Linked DNA regions of Hordeum vulgare: regions 1 and 2 are each linked to region 3. The links are chromatin contacts, called in public Hi-C maps. All regions are on one chromosome and are shown on one strand. The core of a region is the stretch at or near the end of the contact, and the rest is flanking DNA. Distances in the headings are between cores, read along the strand shown. Region 1 has its middle 99 kb from the start of LOC123400482. Region 2 holds the start of LOC123399898. Region 3 holds the start of LOC123395327 (F-box/LRR-repeat protein 3).

Evidence for each region. Hi-C and Micro-C count contacts between places; a contact is called where the count stands out from the background.
Region 1: a contact with region 3 is called in a Hi-C map of seedling, with 2.4 times the contacts expected there. The contact joins the enhancer-like site here to the promoter of LOC123395327 in region 3. A contact is called at or near these places in 1 of 6 Hi-C or Micro-C datasets (seedling) and 1 of 1 datasets of contacts at active chromatin or transcription factors (embryo).
Region 2: a contact with region 3 is called in a Hi-C map of seedling, with 5 times the contacts expected there. The contact joins the promoter of LOC123399898 here to the promoter of LOC123395327 in region 3. A contact is called at or near these places in 4 of 6 Hi-C or Micro-C datasets (leaf and seedling) and 1 of 1 datasets of contacts at active chromatin or transcription factors (embryo).

The regions. Positions count from the first base shown.
Region 1 is chr5H:329,524,394-329,528,604 of MorexV3_pseudomolecules_assembly, forward strand. No RefSeq gene overlaps it. Among protein-coding and RNA genes, the nearest start is that of LOC123400482, 99 kb to the right of the region's middle. Within about 2 kb of position 2,023, at least 2 of the 3 cell types and tissues checked have open chromatin away from gene starts, as enhancers often do. A contact at or near this core is called in seedling, where this site is marked.
Region 2 is chr5H:329,632,351-329,636,558 of MorexV3_pseudomolecules_assembly, forward strand. LOC123399898 reads right to left here and starts at 1,377. Exons shown (of 3, transcript XM_045094282.1): 1 at 511-1,377. The coding sequence starts at 1,311. It overlaps LOC123399897 (kelch-like protein 15), which reads right to left. Exons shown (of 11, transcript XM_045094281.1): 8 at 3,307-3,383; 9 at 2,670-2,771; 10 at 2,240-2,435; 11 at 1,656-2,005. The coding sequence ends at 1,916.
Region 3 is chr5H:329,207,430-329,211,305 of MorexV3_pseudomolecules_assembly, forward strand. LOC123395327 (F-box/LRR-repeat protein 3) reads right to left here and starts at 2,292. Exons shown (of 7, transcript XM_045090313.1): 1 at 1,535-2,292; 2 at 802-930; 3 at 471-575; 4 at 1-391. The coding sequence starts at 2,197.

The sequences.
Region 1 (4,211 bases), core at 773-3,272, 320 kb after region 3:
CGTAGTAGCAGTTGGAGCCATAAAGAACTCCATCACAGTTGATGATCTCTTCTCGCAGATCTCTGCCTTTGATCGGAGAATGGAGATGCTAGGCGATGGACTAGACGACTTTCACTCCTCTGCCAATGCTCTATACAGAGGGTGTGGGCAGTATCGAGAAAGAGGAGGCCGTGGGCAAGGAAACAGGGGGCGTGGATGCGGTGATCGCAGAGATCGCAACTCCCTCTCCTGCTCACGGTGGCGGCTACGAAGGCTATCAACAACGTCCACAACAACAACTAAAGTATCCATAATAGCAAGAATGGGACTATACCGAATGCCAGATCTACTACAGATACCACGCCAACGACGCAAGGTCCTGCTGGCATCGGTATGATGAGGACCATCAAGAAAAGAAGGCCCACCTCGTCACCAACTCCTACGGGATTGATACAAACTGGTATGCAGATTCTGGCGCCACCGAGCACATCACACGAGAGCTCGACAAGCTTACAACGAGACAAAGATACCACGGAGGTGACCAAGTTCACACAACAAGTGGTTCGGGTATGGACATTACTCATGTTGGAAATTCACTTGTTAAAATCCCCCTTAAAAGATTTACATCTAAATAATGTCTTACATGTCCCCAATGCATCAAAAAATCTTGTCTCCGTTCATCTCTTTGCCCTTGATAAAAATGTTCTTATAATATTCTATCCTTACTCTTTTGTGGTCAAGGACTTTGCAACAAGGAGAATCATCCTTACAGGAAAATGTGAGGGAGGATTATATCCACCCATATCATCATCTTCGTCATGGTCAAATAAGCAAGCTTGGAGTGTCACCAAACCATCATCGTCAAGGTGGCATAGTCGTGTGGGTCATCCCTCTTCTGTTATAGTTCAACATTCCTTAGCAAAAATAAACTCTCTTTTGAGCCTAGTGTAGAGTCATTGTGTGATGTTTGTCAACAAGCTAAGAGTCATCAATTACCTTACCCTATTTCTACTAGTATTTTCACTGCCCCCTTGCAACTTGTCTTCTCAAATGTGTGGGAACCAGCTCCTACCTCAGTTGGTAGATTTTTCATATTATGTAAGCTTTATTGATGACTATAGTAAATTTATTTGGATTTATTTGCTCAAGGAATGATCCGATGTTTTCCAAGTCTTTAGCAATTTACAAAATCTTGTTGAACATCAACTAAACTCCAAAATCCTTGCCATGCAAACCGATTGGGGTGGTGAGTATGAGAAACTAAATTCCATTTTCCAAACGATTGGAATTTCTCATCATGTTTCTTGTCCTCATGCTCACCAATAGAACGGATCTGGTGAACGTAAACACCGTCATGTTGTTGAAGTAGGACTAGAATTGCTAGCAAACGCTTCTATGCCTCTCAAATTTTGGGATGAAGCCTTTCTTACTGCCACATACCTCATAAATATTCACCCTAGCAAGGTCATCAATTTTGAGAATCTCATTACTCGCCTCTTTGGCACTACACTAGATTACAAAACTCTTAGAGTATTTGGATGTGCATGTTGGCCCAATCTGAGGCCCTATAACACACGCAAACTTGTGTTTCATTCAAAAAAATGTGCCTTCGTAGGATATAGTCCCATGCACAAGGGGGTCAAGTGTCTAGACACTTCTACAGGTCGAGTATATATCTCCATAGATGTTGCGTTTGATGAGTCATTTTTCCTGTTTGCATCACTTCATCCAAATGTCGGTTCTCTCCTTCGTCAAGAAATACTTCTTCTCCCATCCATATCTCAGCATTTTGATCATAGGGGTATAACAATTGTACTATACAATATGATAATGTTTCTTCTAGAAATGATCCTCGTGTGTAGGTTCCTGAAGGAAACAGTGCAAAAAATGGTGCATAAAATGATGCTCAAAATGATCCATTATTTCATGTGCCAGGAGAAGAGCAAACGGGTGCGGCGTTCGAGGACGATCTGACAGTGCCTGCCACACCCATGCGGGAATCCTCCTCGAATCAGTGGCGAGCCAGCCAGGAGCACCAGTGTGAAGCCTCGGGGCGCGAGTGCAGGCAACCATCCGGTGCGGTGCGTTGCTCCCGCATGGAGCCAACCGCAACGCCAGGTACCAGATCCGCTGCGACTGCTGACTCTGCGGCCACAAAAGAAACAGCCACACCATAGGCCACAGGATCGACTGCGGGTAATCTCGAAGCTCTCTCGGGATCTTCTACAAAAATTCAATTTGGGTGTATTCCAGTACAATCCAGTGCAATCACAACATCCACCTTCCACCACCTCAAGAGTCATGACTCGGCTACAAAAAGGTATTAGAAATCCAGAATTAAGAAAGGATGGTACTATACCATATGGTATTTTGTGTATTTCAGGTGAACCAACGAAGTTAAGTGATGCACTTGGAGATCCTAAATGGGAAAAGGCTATGGAGGATTAATATGTTGCGCTCATGAAAAACAAAACATGACACTTGGTACCATATCAGAGAGGTTAAATATTATTGATTGCAAGTGGGTTTATAGAATAAAAAGAAAAGCATATGGCTCCACTGATAGGTACAAACACATCTAGTAGCAAAAGGTTTTAAGCAACGGTATGGTATTGATTATGAGGATACTTTCAGCCTTGTTGTAAAAGCTGCTACTATAAAACTTGTGCTAGCTCCTTACATGAGCACACAAATGAGCCAGTAATGCTTTCTTACATGACTTGAGCTCAGAATTTGCACTCAAGGATCTTGGTAACTTGCACTTCTTTCTAGGTATCCAGGTTAATAATATTTCAGATGGTATAATTTTGAATCAAGAGAAATATGCCATCGAACTTCTGACTTGTATGGGAATGAAAGAGTGCAAACCTTCACCCACACCATTATCTTCTTCTGAACAGCTTTCGGCACATGAAGGAGAACCACTCACGAAAAAAGAGAGTACAAGGTATAGAAGTATTGTTGGTGCTCTGCAGTACTTGACTCTCACACGACCACGCATATCTTTTGTTGTGAATAAGGTTTGTCAGTACCTGCATGATCCTACCTCCACTCATTGGATAGCCGTAAAAAGGATTGTACGATATATTAAGCACACTGTAAGTTTGGGACTTCAGTTTAGACGATTTAGTTCTACTCTTGTGAGTGCTTTCTCTGATGCCGACTGGGCGGGCTGCAGTGACGAAAGAAAATCAACTAGAGGTTTTGCAGTCTTTTTTGGCTCTAATCTTATTTCTTGGAGTGCTAGGAAAGAAGCAACAGTGTCAAGGTCAAGTACAGAAGCTGAGTACGAATCCTTAGCCAATGCTAGTGTTGAAATCATTTGGCTGGAATATTTGCTTACTGAATTGGGAATAAAACAACAACACATTCCATGTCTATGGTGTGACAACTTAGGTCCAACTTATCTATCTGCAAACCATTTTTTTTATGCGAGAACCAAACACATTGAGATTGATTTTCATTTTGTTCGAGAAAGGGTTGCAGAGAAGAAGTTAGAAATAAGATTCATTCCTTCAAAGATCAAGTTGCGTATGTTTTCACAAAAGCATTGGTAGTCAAATTATTTGTAGAGTTCAAAAATAATCTTAATCTAGAATAGTTGAGATTAAGGAAGGATGTTAGAATTAGTGTTCTATACATATGTAATCTCAACTCCTACTCTATCTTTCCGTTTAAATCTCATGTAACTACCTGTATCGTTGACGATCAAATATTTCTTGTAAGCCACGTCAAGGCACCTATCATCATTCAATAAAACCCCACGTGGCTCCTCTACGGGGTAGTAGAAACGCTTCCACCATATCAATCTTACAATGAGGGCCTTAGCACGACGACTTCTCAATTGTCTAGTATGAGTTTTGCCCGGATCTAGTAAGGAAGGGGTGATGATGACGGCGTGCCTACGGCTCGTTTTAGTGCTTGTAATCGTTCGCTAGATGATCTATGGATCTAGATCTAATTTTTAATATTTTTAATGTTTAGTATATATAGATGAAATGTTTTGCCGCAATATTTTTTTAATGAGCTCAATTCGCCATGTTTTTGCCTAACTAGTCATACATTCCAAGGTTTAGGCAGAATTCAAGTCCAAGTGGGATTTTGTGGGTGACAGCATTTCGTTGACATTTGGGCGATGATCATGCCGTACGTACGTACGAACGTGCTATGGGTAAGTTGACTTATTTCTAACACGGTAAGTTGACCTACGACTCTGTACTTACATAGCCTAA
Region 2 (4,208 bases), core at 127-2,626, 420 kb after region 3:
TTTTTGGATTTGGGACTGAACATGTATTTATATACTTCCATGAGTGCAACTGTGGCATACGATTACGTAAAAATTACTCTTGAAAGCTGTTTCATGAGTGCTGACAACCAATTAAGCATAAACAATGCACTCTTGAAAGGAAAGGCAACTTCATACCCCATGCATAATCTACACGAGTGAACCTGTTGTAGCGGAGGAGAATCAAATCTTGACCAGAATGGCTAGTTCTCTACACACTACTGTGCGTAGACATGAATAACTATCACCCTAGCATAAGGAAATGTTTCTTGCCAAACTATGCAATTATTCATGAATAATAGTCACCGTTGCTCCGAGCTGATCATTTTCAATTAAAACTTTGCAAGATGTAGCTCCAAACCAAATATACCGAGTTCCTGACTACTCCATCATGCACCATTCAACCACTAGATGGTTTCCGCAATAACTCGTAAATGCATTCTGCATGGAATAACTCTAAGAAGAGCATCATAGGCAGGATGAGAAGACAACCTGGTCGAGCACGCGGTGATTGCTCTTCTCCACCTCCCTGGCGAGCTTCTCCATCCTCTGGAGCATCCCGGCATACATGCTATCCATCCCCGCGGCCTGCCCGGCCACAGCACCCACGAGCTCTTGCAGCCTCCCTAGCCCAAACCCGTCCACCATCGCATCCACCTTCTTCTGCTCTCCGATGCTGTAAGCATCCTCTGCTTCGGGCGCCGCCGGCGGCGACGGCTGAGTGAGCAACGGGAAGGACGACTCCGGGGCGAAGGAGTGGTACTGATCCCGGAAGCCGGGGCCGACGTTGACGACGGCGAACGAGGTCGGGACGAAGCGGGATCCGAGGAGGAGGAAAGCGCGGTAGTCGAAGGAGTGGGTGGAGAGGTCGTCGGAAGTGTTGGGGGAGACGAGGATGACGAGGAGCGGGTGGGCGAGGGGCGATAGGGTTTTGGACAGGGAGCAGGCGAGGGCGAGCTCGCGCATGGAGGCACGGAGAGGGGCGCGGCGGCGGGACGAGAAGAAGCCGAGAGGGCAAGGGGAGGAGGGCGGCGGCGGGTGGGGGCGGCCGAGGGGATCTGAGAGGGAGCAGGGGTGGGAGAGGGAGGAGTGGCCGGAGATGGAGATGAAAAGGCACGGGGCGGCGGGGGCTTGGTCGTCGTAGTCGGAAAGGGTGGGAGCCGGCGGAGGGGGGCGGTGGGCGCGGCCGAAGAGGAGGCCGTCGCAGTCACCCGCGGCGGCCCCGCAGCGGTGGAGGAGCGCCGCGAGGGCCGCGCCGGAGATGGAGAGCTTGACCTCCTCGCCGACGGCCATCGGTGGGTCTGGTGGGATCGATGGGGACGTGTAAAGGTCGCGTCCTCTTCTATTCTACTAGCTCAACAACCGCTTTCTGCACACCATATTGCCCTACTTCTACAGTTCTGGTAGTATAAATCTACGTTTTTTTTAATATAAAAAGTGCATAAAATATGGCAAATAAAAGATCTTTTGAAGCCATCTTCACAGAATTTTTTGAAAACCAAGGATCGAGTGGGGCCTGAGTCTAAACTCTGGTGTCCTCTTGCTGTGTCTGGTGCCCTGAAGTCGCTTCAGCAAACAACAGGAAGGCAAACGACAGCGAAAAACCATCATAAAAGCATACCGCAACAAATCAAATCTTCGTCCATATAGTTCGTGTCCCTTTTCGGATTTCAGCTCAGTTTCGAATCAGATGTGTGCTGCATTGTGAATTAAGATCCAGAAAAAACAAGAAACGAGAAACTGGACAGCCGACGACGGTTTTCTCGGTTCATGAGACACCGGCTTCTGAATTCAGACAAAGACAAAGACAAAGAGGCCCCAGGGTCTTAACAGTCTGCTTTGCAGTTCACTCATCATCATCAGCAGCAGCTTAGATAGATACTTAGGTACCGGTCGGTCAGAGAACAATGGCAGAGCAGTAGCATCTTCTGCCGATTGACTTCATCCCTGTGTTCACCCAACCACAGCCTTCCTTGTAGCGCTCCACCTGACAGTCCATCCAACACACACAAAAAAAAAGGTTTCAACAGTTGATCAGAGCAATTTTTCTGAGAAACTACACATCAAACAGCGAGAGAATCGAGTGAGAGAATCGAGTGATAAAACGGCTGAAACTGAAGGGTAATCTAGGCAGTAGTATAGCTTGGATGTTAGTCGTATGGTGCTTGGAGGAAAATTGCATGGACATGGCAAGAAATTGCATCTGGGGGTAGCTACCTACCACATCCAAGATTGTATCTGCTTCACCTTTGACCCCACCCAGCGTGAATATCGAGCCACCGAGCACAGCTGAAGAGTGGTACCCTCTGGTGTAGTTCATTGGTTCGACAGTCACCCATGACGGCATTCTTGGCTCATATAACTCAACGGTGGACACCATTGCTCCAGCATCAGCATCATAACCACCCATTGCATATCTGAAAGAAACACAACATTGTTAAGCACCATGATGGGCATCTATGCTGTTTTCGGTTGTAACAAGAGTCAGTAAAACAAAAGTTTTCAGATTAGATGGCCGACATTGTACAAAATTTAAGCTGATCCCAGTGGTTTTTGCCATGATGAGCTACACCAGAGACTTAATTAGATGTCCACATTCTACAATTTTTAGTGGGGCGTCCTGATTTGTAAGATAAAATGTACATACTTACATCTTATCATCAAGCACTGCCACCGTATGACAACCTCTTACTGTACTCATTGCTGGGAGCATTTTCCAGTTAGGCTCCCTAGGATCAAGTCTCTCAGCAGAGCTGGTAACAAACATCATAGCATTAGCAAAACGGAAAACATACAATTCTCACTTTGAAGAAATAATAAGTTCATTGTCACGTAAGCCATAAGGAAAATAGGACATCATAGCATTAGCAAAATGGAAAACATACAATTCTCACCTTGAAGAAATAATAAGTTTATTGTCACGTAAGCTATAAGGAAAATAAGACATCATAGCATTAGCAAAATGGAAAACTTTCATTCTCACTTTGAAGAAATAATAAGTTCATTGTCATGTAAGCCATAAGGAAAATAGGCTAATGAATACCGTGCAATTACTCAGTTGGTTACAGACCTACATACTGCTTCAATACAAGGAGAGTGTTTCTCTGTTGCTCGAAAAGGGGATCAACAAAGTAATATGCACTAAGCCATGAGTTATGTTAAATGCTCTAAGACCTTTGCAGGTTGCATTGCTGCACTAAACTACTTACTTTTGCTCGGTTGATAGTAACTAAATCAGCTTGTAACTGAAACTTGTCAAAATAAGTACAAGTGGTGAAAATATATCACCTCAGATATCGAACACCATTGAAACCGCCAACTGCATAAATCGCGCCATTAAGTTCCGCACCAGCTAGAGAAAAGCGCTGAAAACCAAGCAGCACAGATTGTTCAGACAAAAGCAATCATCACATCATAGAGGTTTATAGGCTAGAATATATCATTATATGGACATGAGTAAAAAACATAAATAGCAAATAGAGAAAGAACAATTATACAGAGTACTACAGAAGTACGCACTTTTGCATCAGGACATTCATTATCTTTCCATGAAATGGTCCTCCTTGATGCCGGCTTTAGATGCATTTTACAAAGTAAAAGATACTAACAAGTTTCACTAGTCAACAGAAAGTAATTTTTCTAAATTTAATGCAAATAATCAATGGAGACCAACACCTAGAAGTTATTTATGTTCATAATCCATAAACACATTCTGTTCATTTGTTCACATGAATAAGAAACTGTCTCCCTGCTTAAGCAGGGCAAACTTCTAAATTCCATACATCTGTAGTGATTAGCGGAACCCCTGCTTCTTTCCTTACAGAAGACTTAACCCTGACCCCATCCAGTTAAAGCCAAAACTAGCATGGTATTTCTGGTGATCCTCGTGGCGAGTGGCGGACCCAGCCCACAGGGCCAGGGTGGGCCAACAGTGCATACACTCATAAAGATATATTTTTATTTGTTTATTCTATCTATTTTACTATAGTATTAAGGCTGATTCCTAAATCCAGGGTGGGCCGGGGACCACCCTGGCCACCCCATTGCTCCGCCACTCGTGGGAGAAGGAGCCATCGAGTATGTAGAAGACATTGTTGTGGATATTAGGCAGTGGTGCGGAGGTTATGGTGGAGAAATCTACAACTTTGGGATAACATGGAACAATGTTAGGCCAACTTATGGTAATTCAA
Region 3 (3,876 bases), core at 1,042-3,541:
CATCGTCCAAATCACTGTCGGTGATATCCAACTCTTCCAAATGGCAACATCGCTTCCCAATAAGTCGGAGCCCTTCACTAGAAAAATGGCTACAGGACTCTATTCTTAGAGAGATGAGGGAATGGCATGAGCTAGTGATGGCAGCTAACGAAACATCAGTGATATTGCGATTGCAAGTAATGTCCAGCTTCAGCAAATTCTTTAGTCTTGACACAACGAAAGACAGATCAGTATCTGTCACTCCTGAGCACTTGCTCAGGCTCAACTCTCTTAAAGAGACACAAGAAATTCCAATGTGTTTTAGTCCATCAGCCATGAACTTGCAGCCTTCCAATTTCAAGGTCTGCAATTTAGGAAGCATTTGGAAGCATTTTCCCATAGATGCAGTAACCTGCCAAAAAGAAGAATGTAAGACAAACTGGAGAAGGTCAAGTTATGCCCAGATGATGCTACTACAGTTAGATACTTACATTACAGCAGTAGGACAGATTCAACTCCAAGAGATTTGGCACTGCCTTCACAACTGATGAAACTCCCGTATGAGTGACATTTCGACAGGTAGACATATCGAGAACCTGCAGGAGTAGATGTGTTATTTTCAAGTTTATTGGCCACGATACTTGGGAAACTTTAAATGCAGTGCCAAACATACTATATTAACTGCAAATGCAGTGCTAGTAACCTAGCGACATTACATTATAAATCTACACAAAGAGTTGATGAACCTAATAGTGATCAAATGAAGGTGACATGACACACAAAACCAACACATGAGACAAAATGGTCTAGTTTGATGATTACCCGTAGTGATTTGCTGCTTTCATTCTCAAGACCACTAAGGGCATCATCATCTATTCCAACACATCCCACCAGTGCCAACACCTCAAGATTGGGTAGCTTCATGATGGCTGGAAGGCAGTCTTTGGAGATCTGTAATGCAAGATAAGTATTTATTATTAGTACAACAAAATTAGCGTGTTTGTCTATTTGGCACCTCAACAGAAAGTAGCCATTCCCATCCTCAAAAGGTATTTTTACTGCACTGGTCCAATTCTTTGACAGAAATCAAGCAATAAAATGATGAAACTGGCTGATTACTGGTTCCCATCCTCCCAAGACTGAGGTAATGACCATGGAGTGTACAATGCACAGTCACTAAGATAGAAAAAAAAAGCATCTGCTCGCAAAAATAATAATCAAGAAAAGTGATTTCACTGCTATAGTCAAATTTCCTGATTTCTTGCAAAAGAAGATATAAACAAGTTGCTAAAAACTTCAAACCATTGTGCTAGTATCTCCCATAAAGATCGAACGGGGAAAGTACCTAACCTACAAAGATGGTTGGAGAAATTCACGTGAGAGACATGTACATCTGAAATTTCCAAGAAAGCACCAAAACCAACTCTCTTTTTTTCATTATTAATTAAAGTGTTTCTGGAATCAAGAAACGCGTGAACCAAGCCATAACTCCTTTGATCATCCAAGAAATGGAACAGGACGTAATGAAGAGAGATGAAGAAGAAGCATGGCTCACCATGGTGTAGGAAAGATGCAGGTTCCTGAGTTTGTTGCACTTGAGGGCGAGGAGCTGGATCCCCAAATCCGTGATCCCGAGGCACCAGTTGAGCGTGAGGTCCCGCAGGTCTGGGCAGCCGACGGCGATGCAGCCGAGGCCCATGTCCGTGATGGGCTTGCAGCGCGAGAGGCAGAGCCTCTGCAGGCCCCGCGCCCGCGCCAGCTCCGCGGCCGCCGCGTCCCCGAGGTCGACCCCATTGGAGAGGTCGAGGTCGGCCAGGGCGGGGCAGGCGGCGACGAGCGCGGCGAGGCCGGGCGCCCCGAAGCCGCGGGAGCGGGAGAGGTCGACGGCGCGGAGGGAAGGCACGGGCGCGGAGGAGAGGGCCGCGCCGGGCACGCGCGCGCAGAGGGTGAGGTCGAGGCGGGCGGCGGTGGGGTAGCGGGCAAGCGCGGCGCGGAGTAGGTCGGCGCGGTACGGGCGGAGCACGCGGCGGTGGCGCGACTCGGCGGCGTGGCAGGCGCGGGAGGCCAGCGCGAAGGACTTGAGCGCGCGCGGATCGGCGGCCGCCACCCGGTCCAGGACCAAGAAGAGGAGCTCGTCGGGCAGCTCGTCGATCGGCGCGCCCGCGGCAGGGCATACGCGTCGGCGCTTGGGGAGGTGGCTGTGGGTCGCCATGGCCATGACGGGCAAGGCAAGTTGGCAGTTGGTTGTCCGCTGCGGCGACACCAAGAAGGGAGGGAGGAGTAGCAATGGCTGGCCACGGCCAACCCACACGCAACAATCAACAAGGAGGAGAGGGAAAAGGCAAAGGGATGCCCGAAATGGCGAGACTGCCCCTGGGTCGCCTTATCACGGCTCCCGCGATAAGCTCCACCGCGTTTCCATATTTACCCCTAGCCGGCCTCGCGTTCCAGCATGGGAGCGGAGTACGGCGCGCGCGACGACCGGGGGTATTACGGTCATTGCGCGGCGGGGAAAGGACGGTACGGAGGAGGTACAGGCGGGGGCAGGGGTGGAAACTGGGAAAAGATGGCGGGGAAAGCGAGGTGAGGGAGCGGGGGAGGGTACGATGCGGGGGAGGGACGGAACGGAACGGATCGTACAGCCGGACCGGTACGATGCCCCGCCGCTACGCGCACCCGATTCCGCCCTTACCCGCGTCCGCCAACCTCGTGGCGACGTGCGGGCCCGGGTGGGGGTGATGGAGGGTGAGGAGGGAGACGGGTGAGAAAGGGGAGGGTGGGATTTTTTTCATTTGACTGGCCCCGTACTACCCGGGGACGGCACGCACTGCGACTGCGTGGAGTTGCTTCCAAGGCGTAGAGACCACTCCGGTTATCACCGCATAACTTTTTCATTTGAGAGGTTAAGACATTTCTAACGGCATCCTGCAAATCGCTACGATTCGGACCGAGTGTCTGAGCCGGTTTTTGTCACCAGACATGACATGATGTCGCACGCGTCCGTGCTTGAATTTTCGTAAACCGAAAGCAAACCAGGCAGGTTGTTTTGGCGGAGCCCGGTTGCACTTGTTTTGGCGGAAGCAAATTGTGTACTTTGGTGAAAGCAAACTGTTTTATGTTATTATGTCTGTTTTGGCGGAAGCCGGTTGCACCTGTTTTGACGATGAGGGCTCTGGCGGAAGCAAGCTGTTTATTTTGGCGGAAGCAAACTGGTTTATGTTGCTATATCTGTTTTGGCGGAAGCCGCATGAAGCATGTAGGAGGTGTGTGTGTTAGCGAAAGCACGCTGTGTATTTTGACGGAAGCCGCATTAATAATAAATAAATAAAAGCGAATAATCTTTTTAAGGCTGGTCATAGTGGAGAGTATCATATAATAGTATCATGCATATGATACAACTGTATGATACTACCTTTATAATGCATAGTACTTCCTCCATCACAGTATATTGGACGTATCTCCAAAACGATAATTTTTTACAATTAGAAGGAAATAAGACGCATGCCATTAATTAGGGTGTTTTGGAAACCGTCTTCAGCTATGCATGCTAGTAAGTCGCTTGTTTAGTCGTCAGATTTGCGATTAATTAGGCGTTTTTACAGCTCGGCGGCTCGTTTTTCCTACTAATAGAAAATCATCTAGATCACAGAGCCCTATGAGATACTACCTCCGTCCAAGTGTATAGGGCATGCGCGTGGTTCTAGGTTGTCAATTTAACTAGCTAAATATATATTATATGTAATAAAAATTACATATTCAGAAACTACATTCCCATGTGAATCTAATGGTATATCATTTATTACATATAATATATATTTAGCTACTAGTTAAATTGACAACCTAAAACTACGTGCATGCCCTATACACTTGGACGGAGGTAGTACGCCCAATATACTG